Regions from separate parts of the Ovis aries genome. Here region 2 is linked to region 1. The links are chromatin contacts, called in public Hi-C maps. All regions are on one chromosome and are shown on one strand. Each heading gives the region's core, a stretch centred on a gene start, on an enhancer-like site or on the middle of the called end of the contact. The rest is flanking DNA. Distances are from core to core; before and after follow the strand shown.

Region 1 (4,315 bases), core at 1,640-4,139:
TTTTCATCTGTTGGTGTCATCTTCAATTTCTTTCATGAGTGTCTTAAGGTTTTCTGAATACAGGTCTTTTACCTCCTTGGTTAAATTTAATCCTAGCTATTTTTTTTAATGGGATTATAGATGGGACTGTTTTAATGTCTCTTTCTGATAGCTTGTTGTAAGTGTATAGAAATGCAATAGATATCTATATGTTAATTTTTTTACCTTGCAACTTCACAGAATTTATCGATGAGCTCTAGTAGTTTTTCCATGGCATCTTTGGAACTCTATATGTATGGAATCATAGATGATGGATAATTTATTCACTTTTAATTCATACTTTGGTTTTTGCTTTTATAAAAATTCTGCCAGGAAGATTCTTGTACATATGTGGTCAAATTATTGTAGGTATGGTGCTGCTGCTGCTGCTAAGTCGCTTCAGTCGTGTCCGACTCTGTGCGACCCCATAGACGGGGGCCCACTGTCTCTGGGATTCTCCAGGCAAGAACACTGGAGTGGGTTGCCATTGCCTTCTCCAGTGCATGAAAGTGAAAAGCGAAAGTGAAGTCGCTCAGTCGTGTCTGACTCTTCGCGACCCCATGGACTGCAGCCCACCAGGGTCCTCCACCCATGGGATTTTCCAGGCAAGAGTACTGGAGTGGGGTGCCATTGTCTTCTCCGATTGTAGGTATAACCATATCTAAATTTTTTGCTATGTGAAAGGATATGTGCCTTTTAAATTTTGGTATTTATCAAACTTACCTGCAGTAAGAATCTGTATCAATTTGCGCCCTCCTTTCCTTAAAAGTGAATGAGAGTGTTGTGTGCGTGTGCTCAGCCGTGTCAAACTCTGTGGCCCCCACGGACTGTAGCCACCAGGCTCCTCCGTCCACGAGATCTTCCAGGCAAGAATACTGGAGTGGGTTGCCATGTCCTTCTCCAATGCATGAAAGTGAATTCCTCCTCCAGGGGATCCTCCTGACCCTGGGATCAGACCCACAGCTCTTGCATCTCCTGCACTGGCAGGCAGATTCTAGACACTAGAGCCACCTGGGAAGCCAGAGTATTAGTTTCTTCATATCCCTCCCAGCATCTGAAAAGTCCTGTACCTGTTTGATAAGGAAAGAAAAAAAAAGTTTTCTTGCCATTTTGACTTGCATTTGTTTAAGCATGCGTGAATTAGAGCATCTTTCCAAACGTTTATTGTCTTTTGAATTTGCTATTTTCTATGAACTTTTTGTATCCTTTGCACACTTTTCTATTGAGCTGTTTTTTAAAATATTCATTTATATCAGTTCTATCTAAGTTAAGAAAAAGAGTTCTTTGAATTTGTTTTCCCTGTTTTGAAACAGCCTTTCATTTGAATTTCAGTTTCTGTCATTATTTTCCTTTTTTTTTTTCATTCCAAAGTTACATTGCTATCTAGAGAACTTGACTAATTTTTCCCCATATAGTTGCTAGATTTCACAGTCTTTTTAGAAAAGCCTCTGTTTTAGATTAGCATTTAGTTCCCCACTCCAGTACTCTTGCCTGGAAAATCCCATGGACGAAGGAGCCTGGTGGGCTGCAGTCCATGGGGTCGCTAAGTTGGACAGGACTGAGCAACTTCACTTTCACTTTTCACTTTCATGCATTGGAGAAAGAAATGGCAACCCACTCCAGTGTTCTTGCCTGGAGAATCCCAGGGACGGGGGAGCCTGTTGGGCTGCTGTCTATGGGGTCGCACAGAGTCGGACACGACTGAAGCGACTTAGCAGCAGCAGCAGCAACATACTTTTAAGGATAATTTCTGAGTTATTTTTTACAGTTCATATTTGATATATCAGAATTGGATATAAGGAATAAGATCCCAGCTTTGTTTTTATCTCAATGTATACAGACAAGTTGTGCCATCACTATTTATTTTTATTCGCTAGCCTCTTTTCCCCAGCATTTTGAAGTCTCACTTTTCCATCTTTACAGTAAATTCCCTTGTGCATTAGAGTCTATGTCTTACTTTTCTTTGGCTTCATTAATTTATTCTCATATCAAACTGCTTTATTAATTGAAGGTTTGAAATATATTTTGATACCATACAGAACTAGAAGTGGACATGTTTTGGACAGGCTAAACAGAGAAGGTCTTGCTGGTGGGTGACATTTAGGCTGACATTTGAAGAATAAGAAGTAGCCAGCTTCATGGAGATGAAGGCAGAAACATTCAGGGTAGAGAGAGCTACATATCCAAAGGTTGGGAGATAGAAAACAGCTTGGCTTATTTGAAGAAGCTATTAAAAAAAAAAAAAAAAAGACCAGTGTGGTGAGCACAGCAAACACAGAAGAGAAGGATATGAAGGGGTTGGAATAATAGGCCACATTTTGTTGGAGAGCTTGGTTTTGTCCTCAGTATAAAGGGGTGCACTTAATGGATTTGAAGTAGAAAAGTGACATGCTCCAGTTTCCCACTATATGACATTGTCACTCTTGCTGGAGACTGGGAGGAGTCGAAAAAAAGTTGCTGCAAAGAAGTGTTGTTTCCTCTTCACGCAAGTAGCTTCTCCTTATTATATTCTATCCCAGCATCTTATTTATTCCTTTTTAGGGTAGTTTCTCTCTTAGTCCTTTTTGTGTCCTTAGGGCTAATATGGATTTTAGCAAGTAGCCTGCAATCAATTTTTGAATCATGAATGAATGAATAAGTAAGCCCTTTCGATTTGCATCCTGGCCCTGTGGAGTGAGAGTTTTAAATCCCATACACGTTTTTAAAAATTAATAAAGCATTTGAGTAGCGATGGGTGGGTTAGATATTGGTTAGTTATATTCCAGCGGCCAGACTGAAGAGGATTCATATTTTAATAGAGTTGGTCCCTGGTTGCTAGTGAACTCCAGGGCTGTGTAAGCAAAGTCCCAGCAGAGGGCAGTAGAGGGCCGCACAGGGTTGTGGTTCTGCTGGATTGGCCTGGCCCCGGGGCGGTGATGGGGGTGGCTGGGCAGCAGACTAGGCAGCTAGACCCCACCCCAGGCTGAAGCTTAGGAAAAAGGTGACGAAAGTCGCCGGTCCTTCATGGGAGCCTAAAGTGCGCTGATGAAGAGCGTGAGGCCATATTTCTGTGTTTAGACTGTGCTGCTTTTTATCACAGTATAATGAAGCTGATTCACTGTCGCCCAGTTGCTGCTGCGAAGGGCGGTCTCCCAGCGCAGGGATGGGGGAAAGGGGAGAGAAGGAGAAAGGAGGAGGGAGGAGGAGGAAGGGCCCTGAGGTGAAATGGTGAGCACAGATGGAAATTTTGGCCTGGGTCGCACAGAGTCGGACACGTCTGAAGTGACTTAGCAGCAGCAGCAGCAGCAAGGGAACAGGTTTCCTGGAGACTGTTCGGCAAAGCAGGGAATGAGACGTGTCTCAGTCACAGCACGAGCTGGGAAGGAGCAAAGGCAGACAGCGCTTTGGGGTTAACAGGAGGTCATTATTGGCTCCTCAGTGGACATTGCCAGAAATAACTTTGAATAATTCTTATGCTCTCTGACGGAGAAGGCAATGGCACCCCACTCCATTACTCTTGCCTGGAAAATCCAATGGATGGAAGAGCCTGGTAGGCTGCAGTCCACGGGGTCGTAAGAGTCGGATAGGACTGAGTGACTTCACTTTCACTTTTCACTTTCATGCATTGGAGAAGGCAATGGCAACCCACTCCAGTGTTCTTGCCTGGAGAATCCCAGGTGGGGGAGCCTGGTGGGCTGCCGTCTATGGGGTCGCACAGAGTCAGACACAACTGAAGCGACTTAGCAGTAGCAGTAGCAGTATGCTCTCTGAATTGACTGTTTTTCCTTTTTGTTAGTATAGTTTTCAAAATTTGCGACCTCTCATCTGTACTTAGGGGTAAAGGATTTTGTACACAATTGGCCAGGGGAGGGGGGGCGGGCAGCATTGTGCTCCTTAGCTCTCATCAAGATGGTAGCAGCAGAGGTCAGAGTAACAGGCCCCAAACAGAAGCAGCACTTAATCTGGACCTGCCTGGCAACTCAGATGGTAGCGTCCACTTGCAATGCAGGGGACCTGGGTTCAGTCCCTGGGTGGGGAAGATCTCCCAGAGAAGGATACGGCAACCCACTTCAGTATTCTTGCCTGGAGAATCCCAAGGACTCCGGTGGGCTATAGTCCATGGGGTCAGGGTCACAAAGAGTTAGACTGACAGCAACTGAAGGACTGAGTGAGTTTCACTTAACCTGGACACTTGGATTTCTCAACACACACATTTCGCATACACACATATATACACAATCGCATAGCATACATACACTTTAAATTTTTCCAGTTTTATTGAAATATGATTGACATATTTGTTGTTCAGTCACTCAGT
Region 2 (4,567 bases), core at 1,230-3,729, 100 kb after region 1:
AAGAATATAGAATCTGAGAACTTCTGAACAGTAAAATATCAGCTTTGCAAGAATCACCTCATTCATGATCTATAGCCTCTTTGGGTTCATAGAACTCTGAGAAATTGTTGAAAGCTGCGGATTCTCTTCCCAGAAGAAATATATACAGCCCATGAACAGCACATATACATTTGCATAAAATTTCAGGCAATTTAGGACTTCCCTGGTGGCTCAGATGGTAAAGCGTCTGTCTACACTGCGTGAGACCTAGGTTCAATCCCTGGGTCAGGAAGATCCCCTGGAGAAGGAAATGGCAACCCACTCCAGTACTATTGCCTGGAAGATCCCATGGATGGAGGAACCTGGTAGGCTAAGGTCCATAGGGTCATAAAGAGTCAGACACGACTGAGCAACTCCGCTTTCTCTCTTTACAAACCTGATGGGAAATCTGAGGCCCTAAGAGTTAAGGGCCTTGCCAGTTAAGGGCCTTGCCAGGCAGAGTCAGGGCTAGAATCTGGGGCAGTTGAGTCAAAGCCAGAACTTGTGACTGCCCCCATGCTGCCCTCCGTTCCACTGTCCTCTGCAGCTCATAACCCTCGAGAAGTTCTTGGCAGGTTTTGAAAGGCAGGTCCCTTGTCCTGTCTGTTTTATAAACCTCAGGCTTGTTTGTAGGTTCTCTTTACTGGCTCAGATGTGACTTTGCAGTCCTCCCTTTCTACCCAGCCCACCCCCTACATGTAGTCCCCTTAGCAGGGTCTGTGGGGTAGAGCGAACTCGCCCTTCTTCTCTCCAGCCTGCCTCCGGGGTCCCAAATTTACCTTGTCTCTTTCAGAACGTCCTCAAAGGGCTAGCTGACCGGAAGCAGAATGACCAGAGGAAACTGTCTCAGGGCAGGCTGACTCCCCGCTCTCCCACAGTTGAGAAGTCCAGAGAAATTGCAATAGAACAGAAGGAAAACTTCGATCCCCTCCAGTGCCCGGAGGCCATACCCAAGGGCCCAGCTTCTGGCCCAGGCAGTGGTGGGAAGATGGCCCTTAACAGCGCCCAGCCTGGCCCTGTGGAGAGCGAGCTGGGAAAGCCACTGGCAAAGACAGCCAAGGAGGGCAACCCTCTGCCCAGAGGTCCAACCCAGGGCCCTGGGGGGGTGGCTCCCCAGGCCCCCCAGGGGAAGAGTACAGTCGGAGAGCCCACAGGGTCCAAGGTTGGCTCCAAAGCTGAGCTGTGGCCCCCGACGTCCCGGCCACCCCTGCTGCGGGGAGTGTCCTGGGACAGCGGCCCCGAAGAACCCGGCCCCCGGCTGCAGAAAGTGCTGGCCAAGCTGCCGCTGGCTGAGGAAGAGAAGCGTTTTACAGGCAAAGCTGGCAGCAAGCTGGCCAAGGCGCCCGGACTCAAAGACTTTCAGATACAAGTGCAGCCTGTGCGGATGCAGAAACTGACCAAGCTTCGTGAGGTGGGTTTCTGGGGCCTCCTGGGGTGGGCTGTGCATGCAGGTCCCCACCCTGGGCTGAGGACCACTGGGCTGAGCTGGGGTGGCTCTGGCCCAGACGTGGGCCTTGTAGAGCCCTAGATGTCCTCACCCTGATAAGCCAGGCCCACTGGGCTGTGCACTCGGCGTAAATAGCATCTTTGAGGGCATTTACCCGCTCACTTGGGTGAGGTCAGTTGGGAAGTAGCTGCCACACAAAGCCACATTTTGAGGGGAAAGTGGGTGTATGGAAGGGCACATGGCCCCTCAGTGCTGGACTGTGTTTCCCCGCTCCAGCCAGAGCTGATGCCTTATGAGCAAGGAGCCTTTGATGGAGCGCCCTGTCACAGACAAAGATGGGATGGCTTTTCTTTCCGTCATGCCCCCAAGCTTTCCTCCCTGGTGCTTGTTAAAAAAAAGGGCCTCAAATCCAACATTCCCAGCCAGGAAGGGCTACTCCCTCTTGGTGAATTTCTTCCAATATCCATCATGTCCCCAGCTTTCACTGGCTATCAAACCAGACACAACTGTCTGTCATGAGGCTGCCGCCCTAACCAGGGAATGACTGGGGGGTATCCAGAGATGGGGGGAGAGAGCCCTGGATGTGAGGAAGAAAAGAGGTTACTAAAAGAAATCCTTTCCTGAGCCCTCCTTCCCCAGAGGGCCAACCCAGACCACAGGCCAAGGCAGCCAGGACTCCACAGGGTGGAGTGACACCAAGGAAGCCAAACGGTCAGGCATTTGCCTTCTTGGGCTTCTGGGCGTCAGAGGCCAGGCCCAGGCAACAGGCCATCCCCAGACCCCTGCATGTTTCTCTCTGCAGCAAAGTAGAAAGAATCTGGAAGCCTCATTTCACTAACCACTGCCCTGCCTCTGACCTCATCCCCAGCCCCCACCACTGCCCCAAGCCAGGGTCCTGAGAGTTGCTTGGTTGTGGGCGGCTGGCTAAAGAAACAGGTAAAGGGCGCTGGCCTGTGGCTTCCATCTGGGCCAGAGCTCCCTCTGCTGGCCTCTTCCTCTCCTTCATCCAGGAGGCAAACCGCCCAAGCGGCCTCTGCTACAGGGACACTGAAAACCCTCTTAGAAAGCACAAGTCCCAGGGCCAAGGAGCCCTGTCTGGTAATTCCTCTTCGGGGCGCTGGTCTTGGACTTGGTACAAGTGTGAGGCCTTCTGTGACATACCTGGAGTCAGCAGCCCCATCTCTCCCCAGCTCCTCTGGTGAGGCCCCCAGCAGCAGGGGCTGCTGGCTTGCTGCCTTGGGGTGGCAATCGGCAGTCCTCACTTGTCTGGAGAGTTTTAACATCTCAAGAGGTGCCATCACAGGCCACTGAGGAGCTGGGGGCAGGAGAGGACACAAGTCCCAGAAGTGGGCACTCACTGCCCAAGAACAACAAGGCAGGAGGCTCCAGCCAGCTCAGAGCACAGCCATGAGATCACAGAGATTGTTTCCATCTTTGGCAGCTCCGTATACACCCAGGGGACCTTCCTTTCCCCAGAGCCCCGGGCTCTGCTTCTGTTTGTCCTCCAGCCTTCAGCCACTGTGTGGCTGGCAGCTCTCTCGCCCTGAAGCTCACAGGCCGATTTTAAAAGGCAGCCACACCAAGGACAATTCCTGACTCAGGGAAAGGGGAGCTGAAGCTGGGGTTTCTAGCACCTTCACAGGCCGGGAGGGAAGCAGTCTTCCTACTGCCCCGCATGTGTCCTGACTACCCATGTTCCCAGGGTCTGCTCCGTGAGACCGAGCAGGCACAGAGCATGGAGCGGGAGGGGTCCAGCCTGAGGTCACCGTCTGAAATGCTGTCTGTCTTTCCCTAAAAAGGAGCACATCCTGCTGAGAAATCAGAACTTAGTGGGGCTCAAGCTTCCAGAACTTAGTGAAGCGGCCGAGCAGGAGAAAGGTAGGTGGGATTGAAGAGACACTCTCCTCAGGCTAGGGCTGGGTTCATTTTCTCCGGATCAAAGAAGCTGAACGTGTAAACACCGCACTTCCTGTCAGGGCCTTTGTCCGCCCCGGTGGCCAGTGTGGGCCGGACGCCGAGCAGGCCCTTGCTAAATATTTGCAGATGGGTGAATGAATGAATCAGATGGTGTTTCCTGCTCCCTCAAAGAACCTCTAAACTTGCCTCCTTCCAACCAGCCCCTGTTCCAGATCCTGCCAGTCCTCCCTGAGTCTCATTAGCACCTAGTGGGTCTGGAACCGTGACCCAGGCCTGACCTTTTGATGCTTCCTTTTCCTTTTCCTCTCACACCCAGGATGTCACCAACTAGAACAGTTCCTCTTTTTGAGACATTAGAGTCATCACTTGCTTTCTAATCTGCAGTCACCACAGAGTCCAGACCCCAGCCCCTCCTGCCTGGGGACTGCAAGGCCCCACCCACCCTCTTGCCAGACTTATCTTCAGAAAGGGAGACTTGGGAGGGAGGGGTCTTTCCTCCCCTCCACCCCAAGCTCCCTCTCCTGACTTACCTCTCCGGACGGCTGATGGCTCATTCAGTCATTCTCAGCACAGAAGCCTTCTGCTTGAGGATTGCTGTGTGTTCATGTCCATGGTGCCACCAACCGTGTTGGAAGCCCCCAGTCTGACATAGGGGTTTCCCAGGTGGCGCTAGTAGTAAGGAACCTCCCTGCCAATACAGGAGGCGTAAGAGACATGGATTCAATCCCTGGGTCAGGAAGACCCCTGGGGAAGGGCATGGGAATACACTCCAGTGTCCTTGTCTGGGAATTCTCGCGGACAGAGGAGCCTGGCAGGCTACAGCCCACGGGGTTGCAAAGAGTCGGACACGATTGAAGCAACTTAGCACACAGTCTGATGTATAATAACTAACACCTACCTATTCAGCATTGACAAGAAGATTCACAGAAGTAAAATATCCAGTAATTTTTAAAAGAACTAATTTTTAAAAAATCATCTTTCGATGAGATCTTTGGAAAAAATATGATATAATCTCTACTTTTAATTTCTAACTTCTTTATTAAAGCAGATCTAAAACCCTAGGAAAAGATTTATCTTGAAATTTTACCCACAACCGCATAAATTCTTTAAAAGCAACAACTTTTTATTCTCTCCAGTGTATATGTGTTAGTCATTCAGTTGTGTCCAATTCTTTGCAAGTCCATG

What was found. Hi-C and Micro-C count contacts between places; a contact is called where the count stands out from the background.
Region 2: a Hi-C map of liver shows a contact between it and region 1, with 6 times the contacts expected there. The contact joins two enhancer-like sites. A contact is called at or near these places in 5 of 16 Hi-C or Micro-C datasets (blood, hypothalamus, liver and 2 more).

Annotation. Positions count from the first base shown.
Region 1 is chr15:41,658,047-41,662,361 of ARS-UI_Ramb_v3.0, forward strand. No RefSeq gene overlaps it. Among named protein-coding and RNA genes, the nearest start is that of CTR9, 16 kb to the left of the region's middle. Within about 2 kb of position 2,890, at least 20 of the 54 cell types and tissues checked have an H3K27ac peak or open chromatin away from gene starts, as enhancers often do. A contact at or near this core is called in liver, where this site is marked.
Region 2 is chr15:41,762,697-41,767,263 of ARS-UI_Ramb_v3.0, forward strand. It overlaps IRAG1 (inositol 1,4,5-triphosphate receptor associated 1), which reads left to right. Exons shown (of 19, transcript XM_060399908.1): 7 at 812-1,429; 8 at 3,265-3,343. The coding sequence starts at 1,007. Among named protein-coding and RNA genes, the nearest start is that of LYVE1, 54 kb to the right of the region's middle. Within about 2 kb of position 2,480, at least 13 of the 54 cell types and tissues checked have an H3K27ac peak or open chromatin away from gene starts, as enhancers often do. A contact at or near this core is called in liver, where this site is marked.